3 separate regions of the Mus musculus genome follow, and regions 1 and 2 are each linked to region 3. The links are chromatin contacts, called in public Hi-C and promoter capture Hi-C maps. All regions are on one chromosome and are shown on one strand. Each heading gives the region's core, a stretch centred on a gene start, on an enhancer-like site or on the middle of the called end of the contact. The rest is flanking DNA. Distances are from core to core; before and after follow the strand shown. Region 1 has its middle 22 kb from the start of Kifbp. Region 2 overlaps Ddx21 (DExD box helicase 21). Region 3 overlaps Hk1 (hexokinase 1).

Region 1 (3,013 bases), core at 299-2,798, 270 kb before region 3:
GAGCCAGCTCTCCAGCCCATAAGAATCGTTCTTTTAAAAAAAGGTGTGTGGGCTGGCAAGATGGCTCAGCAGTTAAGAGCACTGACTGCTCTTCTGAAGGTTCTGGGTTCAAATCCCGCAACCACATGGTGGCTCACAACCATCTGTAATGAAATCTGATGCCCTCTTCTGGTGTGTCTGAAGACAGCTACAGTGTACTTACATATAATAAATAAATCTTAAAAAAAAAAAAGGTGTGTGTGTGTGTGTTTGTGTGTGTGTGTGTGTGTGCATACCAAGTGCATGACTGTGGATCATGTGCCTGCAATGTCCCTGGAGGCCAGTAGAGGGCATCAGACTCCCCTGGAACTGGAGGTACAGGCAGCTGTGACTGCCATGTGGGTACTGGGGGCCAAGCCCTGGTCCCTAGAAGAGGAGCCAGTTCTAAGCCATCTCTCCATCCTGTTTTCTTGTTACAAAAAAAAAAGAAAGAAAAAAAAAGTCTTATTTTTGACACGTTAAAGGTATTGCCTTAGAGAATAATATTTTAATGTTTTTATTAGTACATGTTAATTATTCACAGTTGATTTCACTTTGGCATTTTGATACATATTCCAATCACACTGATCCTGTTACCTTCTCCTGCACCCCTCCCTCAGTCTCCTTCCTCAGAGAAGACTATTTCTCTAATAAGACTGTACAGTGAGGAAATATCAAAATAGACAATCTTGCTGGGAGTACTGTCGCACTCCTTTAATTTCAGTACTTGGGTGGCAGAGGCACCAGAATCTCTTGAGTTCAAAGCCAGCCTGGTCAACACCAGGCGTCAGGTGGAGGAAGCTTTGTAGGTTGGGGACAGTTTACATTTTATTCTAGGCTCAATGGCTCCTAGAATTTTAGCAAGATGACTGGCCAATCTAATTGGATTTGTTTGCTTGTTTGTTTGTTTGTTTGAGACAGTGTTTCTCTGTGTAGCTCTGACTGTCCTACGACTCATTCTGTAGACCAAGCTGGCCTTGAACTCACAGAGAACCGCCTGTTTCTGCCTCCCATGTGCTGGGATTGAAGGTGTACACCACCACCTCATGGCCCTGATTGAGAGTTTTTAGGAGACCAGCTCCTATGGGCTGGGAACATGGCCCAGATGATCCGCGCTTGTCCAGCATGCTCAGAGTCCCGAGCTCAATCTCAGCACCGCATACACTAGATATGGTGTTCCTTCCCTGTGCTCTTAGTGCTCAGGAGGCTGGAGAAACATACGTTTGAAGTCTATTTGAACTACCCACTGACTGTGAGGCTCGGGCTCTATGAGGCCCTCTCTGGAAGAGCAAGAAGGAGCAAGAACAGGGGCTTCTGCAGGGGATGGGTTGATACAGTTGATCCAAGTCGGAGACAAGACGGTTTGGACCAGGATGATGGGGAGGGAAGGTCACCCTCTGGTTTTAAAGCAGAAGCCACGGGCCATGCTAAAGGTTTTTAAGGGGGAGGAACCAAGAGCCACAGTGGAGGCGGCACACAGACAGAGCATGTTTTAAGTGAGGCCTGTAGGGTTAGAAGCCAGAACTCTGCTTAGGTCACGTTGAGTTGAGGAAGTTAAGCCTGAGTTGAAACAACCTCTGTTTGATAGCTTTTCATGAGAGAGACCTTCCTTAAAAGGGAATGGAGGAAGCTTAAAGGAGCCATAGAGGGCCGGGCAGTTTCTTGAGGACACAGATGTGACAGGGAATCTGTTCTTAAGGGAAACTGAAACGCACCTCCCTGTCTGTTTCAAGTCTTGCTTTTACTGATGTTGATGTGTATGGGTGATTTTCATGGGTGTCTATGCACCACGTGGGTACAGTATCCTTGGAAGTCAGAAGAGGGTGTCAGACTCCATGGAACTGGAGTTAAAGATGGTTGTGAGCCACCACGTGGGCTCTGGGAATCAAAGGGTCCTTTGCAAGAACAGCAAGTGCTCTTAACTGCTGAACCATCTCTCCTCACCACTCCCCTCCCACACACACGCACGCCAAGCCTTTCCTGATACGGTCATTTTCATAACCTCATTTTAGTGTCTGCTTAACAAGTACCTGCTGGGCTTTGGATATGCCACAGCTCACTGTCTTTTGCCTTTGCCTCTCTTCTTTCCCGGCAGTGCTAGCTTGATTTCAAAGGGGAAAAGGCCAAATAGTACCAGCAGTGACCGGAAAACTGGTCTTCATTCCTTTGTCACTTGCTCTCTGTGGCCCTTCACACTGGGACACGTCTCTGGTTGGCAGTAGAGATCCCATCCTGTATTCTCCTGACACACTCGTCCTGAAGGCACTGGCTGCTTCCCTAGAGAGCCCTGTCTCCCATGTTCTGTTCTCAAAGCCCCCTGACACTCACAATACAGAGGGCAGCAGAGAGCTGGTGTTCATGGGGTTTAAACATGCTATGAAAATGGGGCAGTCGGTGAGTGGCAGGCATGTTTGAACCACAGATCTCTTACAAAACTAAGCTACTGGTCCTGCCAATTCCATGAGAATGGACCTTGAGAAAAATTCCTCACAAATGGAGGGGAAAATTGACCTGAAATTCCACATTATCTAAACCATAATTAAAACCATATGAAGAGGATTTTTCAGTTACCAGTTTCATTTCTTTTCTTTTTTCTTTTCTTAAAAGATTTATTTATCTCTTGTGAGGCTATGCCAGTGCCTGGCAAATATAGAAGTGGATGCTCACAGTTGTCTATAAGATGGAACACAGGGCCACCAATGGAGGAGCTAGAGAAAGTACCCAAGGAGCTGAAGGGATCTGCAACCCTATATGTGGAACAACAATATGAACTAACCAGTACCCCCAGAGCTTGTGTCTCTAGCTGCATATGTAGCAGAAGATGGCCTAGTTGGCCATCATTGGGAGGAGAGGCCCTTGGTCTTGCGAAGATTATATGCCCCAGTACAGGGGAATGCCAGGGCCAGGAAGCAGGAGTGGGTGGGTTGGGGAACAGGGCAGGGGGAGGGTGTAGGAGACTTTCGGGATAGCATTTGAAATGTAATTGAAGAAAATA
Region 2 (2,841 bases), core at 37-2,536, 300 kb before region 3:
TCTGCTCAAGGCTGGCCTTGACCTCAGGCTCTCCTGCCTCTGCTTCCTGAGCACTAGCACTAAAGGCTCATGCCACTACTACCTGGCTAAAGTTTGGAAAAATTAAAAAAAATTTTTTTCTTAACTTGGAAATTGAAAAAAAATAGGTTATATAATTCACAAAAGCTTGGGAGAATAAAAGAAAAAATTCGTATTGTGCCAGCTTGATCACTGTTCCTAACAGTTTTCAGTGTATGTACTGTTAAGATACTAAAATTTTGTCAAGTGATTTATTCAACCACCTACCTCGTTTTATAACCGTCACTCATACCAGAGGGTTCTGGTCACAGTTGGAGTTCTGCAGTACCTGGAGTTGGTTCTATAACACAGACCTTCATGAGTAGAGCTACTGATCAGCTGTAAAGTGCACTGGACCTGTTCTGTCAGCTTGTGTCCTCGGGGCTTCTGAGAGCAGTAGTGTCCCTAAAGCCAGATGAGCACATACATTGAGGGTCTTTTGTCGTTTGGGGGTGCTGAGGATTAAGCTGAAGGCTTTGTCACTGGATTGCACCCCTAGCCCTGGTTCTAGATTCTTAATCTACTAAACTGCTGTGGGATTCGTTTGGTTGTGGGCTGCTTGGTTAGCGGTCTATGCTGGTTGGTTCCTGGGCTTCCAGGATTTGTCGTCCAGTTGGCAGGCCTCCTTCCTGGGATGGATTTCCTGTGAGTGACAGAGGCTGGAAGTAAATCTGATTGCACATACTTTTGTCATTTGGGGATCCATTATGATGACAGATCATTTCAGTTTTTGTGTGGTGCCAGTGGTCCGTGTTAATGGTGCTGCGGTGTGGAGGTGCCAGGTGAGGTGGAGTGCTGTGTATGCAGGCTTGCTTGGATTATTCACACTGACTTCTTTTTCCCCCAAGATTCTGAAGACAACCCCCAAACATTGCTTTTCTCTGCAACTTGCCCTCATTGGGTGTTTAATGTTGCTAAGAAATACATGAAATCTACATACGAACAGGTGGACCTGATTGGTAAAAAGACTCAGAAAGCAGCTATAACTGTGGAGGTAAATGATTCATTTAGTTGCCGGAATTAGTTAAATCACTGTTTCCTGTCTGATAGTTTTAATAGTAGCAAATCCAAGCTCTTTTTCCACATAAATACTCAGTCCCTATGCAGAGCCAATTAACATTTCTTTTATGTATGGTGTCTGTGCTTTCTGGATTGCACCATCTAGCGGCCTGATTTCAGTCTTTGGAACCTTGTGTTTGAATTAGATAAACAAAGTGGTTACGTTCAGAGTTCAGCCACTAGTGGGCAGCAGAGCAATCTGGTGCGTCATCTTGAATCTGTTTCATCTTAGGCTCCGGTACCTAGATGAATTCATTTCACCCAAAGCGGGCCTGTACAGTAGTTATTGCAGGTTGTATTTTAAGTGGATGAAGGGGCATAGCATGCACAGGCCTTTCTTGTCTGTTATTTGGTTTCCTGCGGGGGTGTGGGAAATAGTGTTTCCTGATTACATTAGAATGCAATGAAACCAGATGCTCTTTGGAAAAAGGATAAGCCTGGAGGAGGTAGACCATGCTGCTCCTGACTTGGGTTTATTTAGTTTCCTTTTTTCCCTCTAAGCCATGGTGGCAGCAGACAGCCCTGTAAGGTCTGCGTTTACTTCCTGTACCAAGCATTAGATGTAAGAGTTGAGAAGGGAGCTGCAATGTCCATCTAGGCTTTAGTAAGTGTTCCTTTCTCTCTTCAGCACCTGGCGATTAAGTGTCACTGGACAGAAAGGGCAGCGGTGATTGGGGATGTGATCCGAGTGTACAGTGGTCATCAAGGGCGCACGATCATCTTCTGTGAAACCAAGAAGGATGCCCAGGAGCTATCTCAGAACACGTGCATAAAGCAGGTTGGTCCTTTTCATACCTGAAGCCTGGGTCTTCAGTGAGTTTTTATCTTGGACTCTGCTTTCATTCTGGATTTCAATTATCCAGTGACTTCCATGTTGTGTTAGATTAGGGGAAGTGTCTCTGATGGTCAGGGTTTATGAAATCTACCAGTCCTGCCTCATGGGTGGTGGTTCACTGGTAAAGCTACACCTACAAAGTAGGTATAGTCTCCTTTGGGTGATATTCTCAACCTTGGAGAGTGTAGTTAGAAAGAGTTGATGTGGGCTGGGGAGATGACCCAGCAGTTAAGAGTACTGACTGCAGAGGTTCTGAGTTCAAATCCCAACAACCACATGGTGGCTCACAACCATCTGTAATGGGATCGAATGCCCACTTCTGGTGTGTCTGAAGACAGCTACAAAGTACTCATATAAATAAAATAAATCTTTAAAAAAAGAAACAGTTGATGTAACAGCTGAGAGCTACAAACAGTTTGAAGATTTTTTCCATGTAAGAAGCAGGTTGCAAGGGGTTGGGGATTTGGCTCCGTGGTAAAGTGCTTGCCAAGCAAGCGCAAGGCCCTAGGTTCAGGCCTCAGCTCTGGAAAACAAACAGAGACAAAAAAGAAGCAGGTGCAAGAAGACATCTGCTCTTCATAAATAAATCTTTTAAAACAGGGAAGGTTTGAAGAGATGGCTCAGTGGTACTGTTTGCTTTTCCAGAGGTCTTGAGTTCCCTGCAACCACGTGGTGGCTCATAACCATCTATAGTGAGATCTGATGCCTTCTTCTGGTCTGCAGGTGTACATGCAGACCGAGCATAAAATATATAAATTTGAGAGGGGGGGGAGGGTGGGTGAGTGGGTGTCTGCTTTTCACTTTATGGCATTCCCTGCCCAAGCTGAGCTCTTGTTGCAGGTGGACAGTGTCATGTTGTGTCTAGAATTCTGAATTCTGAGGTCAGTTGA
Region 3 (3,093 bases), core at 590-3,089:
CCTCCAGGTGTGTGCTGCCATGACCGGTCGCATCCATTGTTTCAGAAGCTTCCGATATAATCCGTCAGCCTCAGACATTGCTGCTTCAAATGGGCCCATGTCGGCTCTTGCCGTCTGAGAGCCAGAGATAGCGTCATCATGAGGGGTCTTTACAGACTGGGACAGGCTTCTCTACTGAGCTGCCTTCCTTTTTTATTTTTATTTTTTTTGAGAGAGGGTTTCTCTGTATAGCCCTGGCTGTCCTGGAACTCACTTTGTAGACCAGGCTGGCCTCGAACTCAAAAATCCGCCTGCCTCTGCCTCCCAAGTGCTGGGCTGCCTTCTTGCTTGCTCATGGTGTTGGCCCTTCCAAGCTTCAGAAAGTCTCCCCGGCCATTGACAAAGTGACTGAAACTTCTGAAATGAAAGCAAATCCTGAGTCTTTGCTGAGGTTTAACGATCTCTGACCATGGCACTGGGTTTTGTGTGAGTGCAAGACCGAAGCTCGTATTTGCAGATTCTCAGCCTTCACACTGGGACACTTGCACAAATACATGCATTGAAGTAGTTCCTGGATGCCAAGGGGCTAGCAGTAGGCTAGCTGGGTGATGCCAGCTTCCAAGTTCACAGTTTTGTGTGTGTGTGTATGAGTGTATAATAAATATATGTATATATGTACATATATACATATATATTATATATTATTTATATATATTAAATATATACACATATATATTTAAAAGATACTTGAAAGAGAAAATTAACCATTCCTTTCTTTATCCTTCCCCTTTCTTTTTGGTCCCCTTAAGAAGCAAAGTCTCATTATGTTGGCCAAGCTGTCCCTGAAACTTGTAGGCTTCAAGTAATCCTTTTGCCTCAGCTGTCGAGTAGCTGGGACCACGGGTCTATGCAACTGCATGCAGCTTTTTCTGTGGAATTCTTGGCTATTTTTTTTTTCCGACAAGAAAGCCTAAAGGTGTATAATATCATATTAAAACTGGTGTAACTAGTGAGGCCCTTGTCTAAAAAATCCAAGCAAAACAAAACATCTCTAGGCGGTAAATCAAATACACACGACACCAGCTCTATCACCATAGCGAGTCCTCAGGATACAGTCTGGTGGTGTTAGGGTCATCCATGCTCCAAAACTACTTCTCTTCTGTTTGCACCTTCACCTTCTTTTAAGAACTTATTATTTTACGTGCATTAGTGTTTTGCCTACACACTTGTCTGTTGAATCTCCTGGAACCGTAGTTACGGGTGGTTGCTGGGAATTGAACTCAGGACCTCTGGAAGAGCACCATGTGCTCTTAACCACTGAGCCATCTCTCCAGCGCCCACACCTTCACATTTTAAAGAGTAACTCTGACCCGGGGTGACTGCTCAGTCAGGAAAGTGCAGGTTATACAAGTTGGAACACGGGATGCACTTCCCTAGAACCCAAGACAAGTGTAACAGCGTGCACCTGTAATCCCGGGGGAGGGTAGATCTCTGGGGCCTGCTGGCCAGCAAGTCTAGCCTGTTGGGGAGCCCTAGATTCAGGAGAGACCCTATCTTTAAAAATAAGGTGTGGCGCGATTAAGAAAGATGCCTGATATTAACCGTGTCCTCCACGCCTGTGCTCACATGTGAGCTCATGTATGTATACCTTACTCATGTGCACCCATCCAGGAGCGTGCGCATGCTCAAAAACAAAGAATAACTCGGAACAGGTGTTTCCTCATTTCAGAATTACTAGAAATTCGAGGCCATTTTCAAGAGTTTCAAAAAGAATAGAAGCCATTCTTGACCCGTCCCTTGGAGGCAGTGACTGTTGGTCTTTTGGGGAAATGGCTTTTCCTGTTTCCTTTGGCCTGTGGCCATCCATAATGTAGACCACAGGCTCTGTCTCACACTGGCCTAAGCTTTTCTTCTAGAAAAGAGGAAGATCCAAATGAAAAACAAACAAACAAAAAAAGCGAAGTAAACAAAACCACACAAAAAAGGTTATTGAGCCTGGCTCCTTCATTCATGTGTGGTTCCTCACTAAACCCATTCATTTCCCAGCCCCACCCTCAGCCAGACTCTGGTCTTCCTGGAGTCCAAGGTCAGTACTGGCTCAAGGTCACTTGCCTCAGCATTTGCCCTTGTCCTTGGGTCTGACTCTGAAGTGCTTGCCTCTGGCCCCTGTGGTACAGGGCTGTAATATAGCCTTGATAGACCCCCTTTTTGATCATTTGAAGCAAAGTCTCTCTCCCTCTCTCTCTCTCTCTCTCTCTCTCTCTCTCATTCTCTCTCCTAATTGGTTATTTTTATCTATTTACATTTCAGATGTTGTCCCCACTTCCCCCTCCGAAAGCACCCCCCCCCATATCTCCCCTCCCTTGAGCAAAGTCTTGCTATGCAGCTCCTGCTGGCTTAGAACTGACTCTGTAGCCCAGGTTGGTCTGGAGTTAGCAAGTGATTCTGCCTCACACAAAGATGGTTTGGGCCCTCGAATTTTTTTTTTTTTTTTTTAGATATTTTCTTTTTATACATTTCAAATGCTATCCTGAAAGTTCCCTATACCCTCCCCTACCCACCCGCTCCCACTTCTTGGCCCTGGCGTTCCCCTATACTGGGGCATATAAAGTTTGCAAGACCAAGGGGCCTCTCTTCCCAGTGATGGCCGACTAGGCCATCTTCTGCTACATATGCAGCTAGAGACATGAGCTCTGGGGGTACTGGTTAGTTCATATTGTTGTTCCACCTATAGGGTTGCAGACTCCTTCAGCTCCTTGGGTGCTTTCTCTAGCTCCTCCATTGGGGGCCCTGTGTTCCATCCTATAGATGACTGTGAGCATCCACTTCTGTATTTGCCAGGCACTGGCATAGCCTCATACGAGGCTGCTATATCAGGGTCCCTTCCTCTCTTTTTTTGTTGTTATTGTTATAAGCAGTTTTAGGTAATTTTTTTTTTTTTGTATTTCATGCATTGTTTCTATGGCATGTACATAGAGGCTGCATAAGCAAAGAGCAGTAGCAGAATGGAATCAAAGCGTTCTGACAGGAGAGTTCGAACCTGGCCCAAGTATGTAGCCTGGTCCAGCCCTTGTGGCTCACCCACTGCCACCTTCTCCCTCAGGTATTCCCGGC

Evidence for each region. Hi-C and Micro-C count contacts between places; a contact is called where the count stands out from the background. Capture Hi-C pulls out chosen DNA fragments and counts their contacts.
Region 1: a Hi-C map of granulocyte-monocyte progenitors shows a contact between it and region 3, with 2.5 times the contacts expected there. The contact joins two enhancer-like sites. A contact is called at or near these places in 4 of 39 promoter capture datasets (embryonic stem cells, pre-B cells, stem cell-derived epiblast-like cells and 1 more), 10 of 484 Hi-C or Micro-C datasets (B cells, LSK cells, Th1 cells and 6 more) and 2 of 9 other capture datasets (adipose tissue and liver).
Region 2: a promoter capture Hi-C map of adipose tissue shows a contact between it and region 3. The contact joins two enhancer-like sites.

What each region holds. Positions count from the first base shown.
Region 1 is chr10:62,555,251-62,558,263 of GRCm38.p6, reverse strand. No RefSeq gene overlaps it. Among named protein-coding and RNA genes, the nearest start is that of Kifbp, 22 kb to the left of the region's middle. Within about 2 kb of position 1,548, at least 49 of the 459 cell types and tissues checked have an H3K27ac peak or open chromatin away from gene starts, as enhancers often do. A contact at or near this core is called in granulocyte-monocyte progenitors, where this site is marked.
Region 2 is chr10:62,588,831-62,591,671 of GRCm38.p6, reverse strand. It overlaps Ddx21 (DExD box helicase 21), which reads left to right. Exons shown (of 15, transcript NM_019553.2): 7 at 906-1,051; 8 at 1,745-1,894. Among named protein-coding and RNA genes, the nearest start is that of Kifbp, 12 kb to the right of the region's middle. Within about 2 kb of position 1,286, at least 20 of the 459 cell types and tissues checked have an H3K27ac peak or open chromatin away from gene starts, as enhancers often do. A contact at or near this core is called in adipose tissue, where this site is marked.
Region 3 is chr10:62,286,642-62,289,734 of GRCm38.p6, reverse strand. Hk1 (hexokinase 1) reads left to right here. Exons shown (of 18, transcript NM_001146100.1): 10 at 3,083-3,093. Among named protein-coding and RNA genes, the nearest start is that of Tacr2, 36 kb to the right of the region's middle. Within about 2 kb of position 1,839, at least 32 of the 459 cell types and tissues checked have an H3K27ac peak or open chromatin away from gene starts, as enhancers often do. A contact at or near this core is called in adipose tissue and granulocyte-monocyte progenitors, where this site is marked.